Regions from separate parts of the Triticum aestivum genome. Here region 1 is linked to region 2. Evidence: chromatin contacts called from public Hi-C data. All regions are on one chromosome and are shown on one strand. Each heading gives the region's core, a stretch centred on a gene start, on an enhancer-like site or on the middle of the called end of the contact. The rest is flanking DNA. Distances are from core to core; before and after follow the strand shown.

What was found. Hi-C and Micro-C count contacts between places; a contact is called where the count stands out from the background.
Region 1: a contact with region 2 is called in a Hi-C map of leaf, with 9 times the contacts expected there. The contact joins the promoter of LOC123187350 here to the promoter of LOC123187348 in region 2. A contact is called at or near these places in 2 of 5 Hi-C or Micro-C datasets (both in leaf).

Annotation. Positions count from the first base shown.
Region 1 is chr2A:46,149,796-46,154,615 of IWGSC CS RefSeq v2.1, forward strand. LOC123187350 reads left to right here and starts at 1,611. Exons shown (of 3, transcript XM_044599206.1): 1 at 1,611-1,761; 2 at 2,005-2,294; 3 at 3,199-3,495. The coding sequence starts at 1,626. The coding sequence ends at 2,288. It overlaps LOC123187351 (a long non-coding RNA gene), which reads right to left. Exons shown (of 7, transcript XR_006493920.1): 4 at 4,362-4,484; 5 at 3,704-4,130; 6 at 3,182-3,276; 7 at 2,920-3,098.
Region 2 is chr2A:45,934,964-45,939,623 of IWGSC CS RefSeq v2.1, forward strand. It overlaps LOC123187348 (importin-11), which reads right to left and starts at 3,306. Exons shown (of 24, transcript XM_044599205.1): 1 at 3,015-3,306; 2 at 2,739-2,848; 3 at 1,820-1,892; 4 at 1,661-1,722; 5 at 1,443-1,584; 6 at 647-865; 7 at 471-537. The coding sequence starts at 3,155.

The DNA of each region.
Region 1 (4,820 bases), core at 361-2,860, 210 kb after region 2:
GTCCATTAGAAAGGTCATGCTTGTTGAGACCCTTGCAAACAATTTACATTTTGTTCGCTAACTTGCACTTATCGATTATTCAAGATATACATGGGTATACTTCTTCAAGAAGAAGAGTGCGACCCAACAAACCGTGGTCGATTTTGCCAATGAAGCTCAACATCAACACAATGCAAAGCTATTAGCAATAAGAAGCGACAACGACACCGAGTTCAAGAACTACACCTTGTATGAGTTTCTTAGTAATGAGGAATCAAACATCAATATTCCGTTGTGTATACCCCTCAACAAAATGGTGTCGTGATGAGAAAGAATCGGACATTGATGGATGCGACAAGGACCATGATGACAGAGTTTAAGTCTTCGTACAACTTTTGGGCTGAAGCCATCAACACAGCATGCCATGCATCCAATCAGCTCTATCTCCGTAAGATATTGAATAGAACTCTAGCCATATGAGATACCTACATGTAACAAGCCAGACATCAAGTACTTCTGGGTGTTTGGTTGTAAGTGTTTCATTCACAAGAAAGGTGTTCGTTTGTCTACATTTTGTCACTCAGCAGCGACCCCCGGTCTCAGCATCCTAGCATCCCCCGTTGCCTTTGTAGCACCTGCCAGCCGGAGGCAAACCCTGTGCTACAAAAACCCATAGCAGCACCGAGGACGAGTGGTGGCTATATTTTGCTTTGCCACGACGGGCAGGAGCAGCCGTTGCAGCAAACGACGATACATCTCGACGTTACACGCATACAGGAGGAGAAGATTGCAGTAGCGGTGGCCATCGACTTGCCGGTGTCAACCCCGATCTAGAAGAATGGGAAAGGGCAAGGTGAGGAGGAAAAAAATTGTATGAGACCAGGTTTCACGGTTAGCAGGTGAGACCCATCCTGATGGATGACACATGACATTCACAAATCACAAAGCATCTAATCTCTCTTCCCCCTGATTTTAAGTGGGGGTGGGGGATGCTTTGTGATTTATGAATGCCACGTGTCATCCATCAGGATGGGTCTCACGTGAGACCTGGTCTCATAGAATTCTTTTCCAGGTAAGGAGGGGAGAGGATCTGCATGATGGGAAAAAGATGTGGCGAGGAAGACAAAGTAGATGGGAAGACATCTCTAGAGAAGAGATATGGTGGGACCCACAAGGGCATGTGGCAGTTAAGGAAGGCGACTTGCGCTAGCGCTGGATCAATGGGGTAACATAAAATGTTTCCCTATTACAATATACTATATGCGCTAATACCAACAAACAATACAAAAATCAGAACCAACATGTGGTTGAATGGCTAGAGGAACAGTGGTATCCCCAACCCACCAGGGTTCAAGTCCTGGTGCTCGGATTATTTCTAGATCTATTTCAGGATTTTCGACGATGCGCTTTCAGTGAGAGGAGACGTTCCCGTCAATACGGTGACTTTGTAAATCTCAAGATGATATGTCGACTCAGTCGCTCCAATGTGCTCATAGGGGTAAGGTGTGCGTGCGTGTGTTCATATAGATGTGTGTATGCGCGCTTGTGTCTATACTGTGTTTAGAGAAAAAATAACCAACCATTTTTCGAGAAACAGAAAGGGAAAAAAACAACCTCCCGAAAAAAGGGGATAATATAAATAGGAGATGCCCTCGAAGCGAACACTTTCCCTGTTCATCCTTCGGTCGCTCGGTCGCAGTCGCACCGCCGTCAACGACAACAACATCCGCGCGAGGATCACGCCCGTCCCTCCTTCCTCCGATCCGATCTCACCAGAGCGAGGTAACCCTCGATCTCTCCCCCTAGATCCCCGGCCTTAAACGAATCGCTCGGATCAGACGAATCCCTAGATCCAAATCTTAAACGAATCGAGGTGATTAATCGATCGTTCGTGTGATATTCCTCCTGTTCAGATCAGATCTGGTTCAATTCCGTACAGAATTCGTTCAGATCAGATCTGGTTCAATTCCGTACAGAATTCCTGGATCGAATCCTGTGATTATTGGGAATTTGTGATGCATGCAGATGGGTGGACGCGGAGGTCGCGGAGGTCCCGGGGGCCGGGGCGGCGGCCGGGCGGCAGGGGCAACGCCGCTGGCCAGGGAGGGCCAGTGGCAGCTCCCGTCATCTACTGGTTCTGCGAGCACTGCGGGGATCTGCGCCATGACAATCAAGCACGTCACCTCGTGAACCACATCTACATGGAACACCAGGAAACCCAGCAGCGCCTCCGCCAGCTGCAGGCGCGTGAGGCGTATCAGCGAGCCCATGGTGGCTCGAAGAAGAGGGGCAACCGCCGCCGCCACTGAATGAAGGTACAGTGCGGCTAAGAAAGCATAGAAGTTTTATTGTGGACTGCTAGATTAGAACATGGAGACAATCCTTTTATGATTGACATAAAGCACTTCGACAGCCTATGATCAATGCCACGATGACAACTGCCTGCTGTATGTATATGATTACAGGATTCAGAAAGTTCAACTAGTCTAAAATCCATGGTGTTTCCTGTCATCAAACAATAAAAATTTATTCTAACATAACATGATTCTCACTTTGTTGAACACTATTACAGTGGCTTAAGAAAGTTTTGGTTGTTTCCTCTGTTCCGGTTAATCAGCTGAGAGGCTGCTTAACTAAAATCAATGGTGTTCTGAACCTATAGCAGAGTCCCTTTTTCTTCTGAACTCTGCCCCACACTACTCATTTTTTCTTTCGTAACTTCTCTGCTGCATGCATTTCCTGTAACATACTATGCGAGACTTGAGGACTTGACTATGATGAGTATGGTTTAGACTTGAATGACTGCTATGAACCTATAGACTACTGATGGAACCTGCTTATGAATGCTGGTTCTATCAAAGCACTTTTTCTATGGCTTGTGTTGAAATTACGCAATGATGGACAATACTGAAGTATGCAGCATAATGATTAGGGCCTGGGTTATCTAAAAAAACCATGATTCTTAATTTGTTAAACATTGTATTTACACGAAATACAAAGGCTTCAGAAAGTTCATTTGTCATTTTGGGTCTTTTCTTGTATCTGCCATGTCCGTTGGTTGTTTCCTAGGTTACAGTTAGTCAGCACAAAGGTAGATGGACTAAAATCCACGTTGTTCCCTGCCAAACAATAGAGTTTATGTTAGTTGCATGCTATTTTATAGTACATACAAAAATAAACCAACATAACATGCTGACATTACTTTTCTTGTGATCACAGGTAGAAGACTAAGTAACACTACTGAAGTCACCTGCGCAAATCTTCCAGCATTATCAATCTTATTTCCGCATTTTCTTTCTGCAAATAAATAGCTATATCAGACTCCCCTGCGGCAAGCTCTTGCAAGACCAATGTTATTTCTGTAATTTTTCTTCTGTGCACAAATAGTGAGACAATATGAGTTTATATCAGTGAGACTGAATTACGATGAGCGAGATAAAGCAAAGTTGTTTGCTGCGATTTGTGTTTGACTGCCTGTTTTGAACCTATAGTATGATGATGGAACCTGGTTATGCTGATTCTGTGTCGAGATCAGGAAAGTGTTTTTCTATGGCTTGTGTTTGATTTATGTTGAATGACAGCAGCCTGTGAGAAAGGATAAGATGCCAACTGCATGCTTTAAGTCACTAGGGGCTGGGTAAATCTAGAATAATCCTGATTGTCAGCTTGATGCTATCTAAAACAGCTATGATCCTTAGCTTGACAGAGGCTTCAGAAAGTTTACCTGCGTTTTGGGTGTCTAGTCTGGAATCTGCTATGGCGATTGTTGTAGCAGGCTTGTTTCCTGGGTTCAAGTTATTCAGTGGACCTGTAGGAGCCCATCTATTATCTACGATACAACATCCTTGACAGCTCCAGGACCATGGGGGATGAAAACTGAATAGGAATTGGATGCGGCGCCAATCTCTTTGATGGTGTCAAAGTATTGGGTGACCAGAACCATGCCCATGATGTCCTTTGCAGTGGTACCAGGGACGTTCTCCAAGAAAGTGAGGACACATCTCTCGGACCATCCACGATAGCCTGACGCTGCCTTGCAATGCCCACACTAGCCGAGTACCTGGACTCACCTTCTCCTCCTTCTGCTCTTTTCATGTTTAGTATCTTCTCAGCCTCAGCTTTGTCATTGGCTGCCGACCTCATTCTAGCAGCTGTTTCACAAAATCACATTGATATTAAATATGCAAAAGATAACTCTGAGCATGTATCGAATAATCTACTACACTACTCCCTCTGATCAAAATGACGCTGCTTTAGTCCTAAAGCAGCGTCAGTTAATATGGATCAAAGGGAGTAGCATGTTTCGCTGCCAATTTAATCTGGATTGAAATCAAATAATGCAACCAAGTGGCGCAAGGTAGCATTCATCAAAAAATACTCACCGGGCATAATCAGTTCATTATCAGCTCTGAACGATCCGTGTTTACACGATGAACACCACATAGTAAACATGGGCAAACAAGGTTGAATCGGACATGGTGTACACAGCCGGCGGCGAGGAGATCCTGCAAACATTAACAATAAGATTTGAAGGTTGGGAAATAGGGACCATAATTAGAGGTTAATATACTACTCCCTCCGTCTCAAAATATAAGAGCGTTTTTTATACTAGTGTAGTGTCAAAAACGCTCTCATATTATGGGATGGAGGGAGTATATCTTAGTAATGAGGGGATCCGAATATAATCTTACAAGAGGTCTTTGCCGGTTTCTCCACACAAACAAAAATGGGCATTTGTAAAGAAAACCTTTCTTCCTAATGACTACAGTAGAGAATTCCTGCCCGTAACCAGACAAAATTTACTCAACATACAAGCCTGAAAATTTATCGTTGCTACAGAC
Region 2 (4,660 bases), core at 2,056-4,555:
TACTCGTGAGAACTGAACTGAAATCAATCAGCACGCCACACTTGACATGTCAGACAAACTAACATCGGAGAGGAACGTCCAAACAAAGGTTTAACTTCATGAGCAGATATAAACAAGGGCCATTTATATAAATAAGACTGTTATGTTCTTCAAGTTTTCTGGAGAGCAAAAGGAATGATTCAATCACAGATTCAGTTTCTTGCATGTTCCGCAAACAAAAAACAGTTTTCGTTTCTTGAATGTTCTCAAAAAAAGTTTCAGTTTCTTGCTGTGAGATTTAATGACCAGGTCAAATAAAAATGCAGGACAACAAGATACTAGAACCGTAACAGTTAATACTTGAAATGCTAGATATAGATTATGATGGATTATTATTTGGTGAAGCCAGAGCAGTTTCTGTCTATTAGATCAAGACTACAAAAGAAGAGAGAATAATTCACTTAAAATTACAAGAGAAAAACATAACTTACAATAAGGAAGAAGGGATTGAATGGCACTCAAAACTGTTGGACATACTTCCCTGACCTGCCAGACTTCCTGCAAATTAAAATAACTATTTACGACTTTTGTTTCCTCGACCAGCTGATGAAGATCATATAACAGTCTGTCTAAGTATGAGCAACAAAATAACAGCAAATATGACTACCTGCGCTGTTGTTGAATCACTTGCATAACCTGAAAAAATTAGTTGCCGGATGATCTTTAAACAAAGCAACCAACGGTCGCATATCAAGATTAGATCGTTTGATTGCTCCAAAATGGAATCTAAGTCATTCCTCTGAGAGAGCATAGAAAGATTTTGCAATATAGTCTGCACGTCACTCTTCCAAAGGTTCCAGGTATACTCGAACAAGTGGCTAGTAATCTGCATATGAAAAAAATATGAATTAGAACATAAGACCGACATCATGGTCAGAATTTTAGGTCATTACTGTTTTATGCTCAACAAAATTTGCAAAAAAAAAAATCAAAAGCAAGCTGCATGAATTCATGCTTTGAGAAAACAGTAACACAAATGCTATGGATGGCATGTCTCTTGCCATGCTTTGAGAAAACAGTAACATAGATGATGTGGATAGCATGTCTCTTGATCAATTCAGGAACTACTCCCTCCGTCCCAAAATAAGTGACTCGACTTTAGACTAACTTTGAAGTTAGTGTAAAGTTGAGTCACTTATTTTGGGGCGGAAGGAGTATTTGATAGCAAAGAAAGGTTCAACTTATAATAATCCTCTGGCTTAGCACTTAAGATGACTTAACATGCTTGAATTCAAAAGAAATAGTGGAGTTAATACACATCTGCTAATGTTGTGTGCCTGTGTGCGACGATGCACATTACGGGCCAACTAGCTGGTACTATGCCAAACTAATAATTTGAAACCCGGAAAATCAAGAGTGATACTACTTATAGATGGATATGTGATTTTTGCAAAATCAAATACCTCAGCATAATTCCTCTGATCAACAGCAAGCCGTTTAGTTGACAGCTCCTTTAAAGTTCGAAATAAGACCATAAACACACGATGTGAAGCAAGAACATCAGCAGATTGCAGTTGTTGTGCCAATATAGAGAAAAGGTCCCGCCTGAATGATATGACCGTGAGCAACACCTCAATTCATGTGGAAGATAGTTGACAAGAATTGTGCTAAAAACGCTTACCATTCTCTTGGGTAATCCAAGCGTGCAATCTTCGAGATTAGTACAGCTAGCTGAAGTGCAATCTACATTACAACATTAAGATAACATACTCGCATTAATAAACATGATGTCCGTTTGATATCATAAGATCATGTATAATACATGTTATCTAGTCTGCACCTGGTTATTCTCCTCTCGTATGTTTAGCAAAAGATTTTTACGAAGGTGGTCCTTCTCCTCGTTGCTAATTCCACTACAACAGATAATGCAAATTGGTAGTGACATGTCAGAGTTCGTTAACAAGGTACCAAGTGTTATCGAAATAAAAGTAACAGCATAAATTCTACTTCGGATGTGCAGAGTTAGGCTTATACAAAAAATCTCCAGTTGTATTACTCCATGGAGAGGTGATCTATAACAAAATTAATATGGTAGTGGATCAGCTACTGCTCTTTCCTGTTGGACACCATCAGCCACAATTCGATAGTTTAAGTTAGGACTCAGGATTATCAGACTAAGGCAAGGACATTTGACAATAAAGCAATACAATTATTCTAACACCGCCGTATAGACAATAAGAAGCATAGGCAGAGCCACAGGGTCTCGATCACAGTATGATGCTCTGACACACATTGCCATTTCTGGCAGCAAAAACACTCAAGGATTCACAATTAACCAATGGAACTAAACATAGGCTCACTAGGAATCCCGGCAGGCCCACCATAGTGGTTGATGGCCTGATGCTACTCTTAACAAATTTACTCCATAGAGAGGTTATCTAGAACACATTTGATTTACAGTGGATCAGCTATTATTCCTTCCTGCTGGAAACCATCAGCTATTTTGCTCCAGAGTATTATGTCAGAACTATCAACGAGACGACGACTCAAAGAAAACAGCATCAAACATTAAAGCAACACCAAGTATATATACAAGTATTCTAGCACCGCCGTGTTGACAGTAGGAAGCTTAGGCAGAGAGCCTAAATTCACAGCATGATGAGATTCTAGCGCACATTGTCACTACTGTCAGCAAAAACACTTGGAGAAAACACTGAATGAATCATAATTAACCAGCGGAGCTGAACAGAAAGGCTCACTAGGAATCCCGGCGAGTCCGCCAGTAGCGGTTGATGCTGTTCTTGAAATAAACCGTGGCGAGCAGGCGCACGTCCTCGCGGCAGGACGAGCCCCTGGCGGAGATGATCTCCTGCAGAAGCACCAGATCAGCAAGTCAGCACGCTCGGACCCCATGGCACCGCTCCCCAATCGCCCGCAGATCGGGGCGCGCCCCGGAGGAGGAAAAGCCCTAGGACCCGTCCCCCCGCGAGGCGAATGAGCGGAGGGGCGGGAGGCGCGGGAATGGGGCGGCTTACCAGGAGGCAGGAGCAGAAGCCGGGGCGGGGCTCGCACTGCGCGAGGGCCGACTCGGCGGGGTGCCGCGTCGCCTCGTCGGCGCTGAGCGAGTTGGCGAGGACCGCGTACATGGTCGGCACGTCGCCGGCGGAGAGGGCCATGCTGTCCCCCGACCAGCGGCGGCCACGGACGGGGAGGACGGCGGCGGCGGCGGCGGCGACTGGGAAGGAATGATCGGAGAGGAAGGAAGGTCGCGTGGGGTTGCGAGCGGAAGAAGGGAAGAAAGGGTGCGGAAGAAGGCTGAGGAGGTCCACCTCCTGGACGGCCGAAGACGTCTACTCTTCCGTAATACGTATTCCAAGGTTTACGTTTTCGTTCCGGAAATACGCCTCCTGCTGCTCACCGTCCGTGGCCGCATGACGTACGCTCTGATTCACGCCAATTCCCGTCAAAAGAAAGAAAATTTTGGCACATAATAAACCAATACATGTGTTTAATTCCCGTGATTACGAAAATAACCATATTATGAAATAAAAATAAATAGAGTGCCTCAAAGTAACTCAAGAACAAAAAAAAAGTGAGGTGTATTCATCAATTAGCTCAATGTCACCCGGAAAGAAAAATTCAACTAGCTCAATGTGCATCCCTATTACAATAAAAGGTCTTTGTTGTCGTGTACAAGCCCACATGTTAAACCACCAACTTTGAAGGAAAGACCCATGTTTCAAATGTAATACTGGCTTTCCATCTTACCGGGCTACAAGTGTTGAACTTCATATTGAACACTTCGCCGGTGTTGACAAAATAAATGATATCCTTCTCGACATCACCACAAGATGCGGGAACCGACTTCGAGAAACACATGCTGACAAAGAGCGCCTGGTCACCACCGAGTCCAACGGTCATCGGAACCCATGCGCCTGCACTCGCCTTGAAAACCTCTACTTGGCAAGTGAAACGTGTTGGCAAACCATTAGGTGCGGTTAATTGCATATAGTGTTTCACCATGAGCAATTTTCCGCAAGACTCCACAAGGTAGCGGAAAATGCTGGTAAGAGCCTTGGAGAGCGCATCATCGTACACATAGTCAAAACCATCGTTTAAAGAATTCTCATCCCTTACCCATGGTTCAATATCCTCCTCACCCTCCTCCTCGTATGCGACATTCATGGTTTCTGATGATGTCACGTCCCATTCTTCGTCAAGATCATCGTTTAATGGCCATGTTAGCTCCACGTTTGATGTTCCCCCTACCACCTTTTCATCCTCATTTGATATCTTTGTTGCCTCCTCGTCTAATGTTTCGACTACCTCCTGATTATCGAAGTCATCTAATGGCACGGTTGCATCTTTGTCTGTTGTCCGTGATGCCTCTTCATCTAGTGTTTCACCATCATACTCATCGAATGCCCCCACCGTCTTCTCCTTTGATGCTCGCACCGCCTCCTCATCTGAAGTTCCAGCTACCCCAACATTGAATGTCTCAGTTGCCTCCTCGTCTGATGCTCCTGCTGCCTCCTCCTCCTCCTCGAACTCGGACTCGGACTCGGACTCGCTCCATGCATTATAGCCATAATGACTTCTTGGTTGCCTCACGACGCGCCTGCCATCGGCAACCATGAGCTTACCGTCACCATCCATTGCCTATATCAATCGGAAAGAGGTT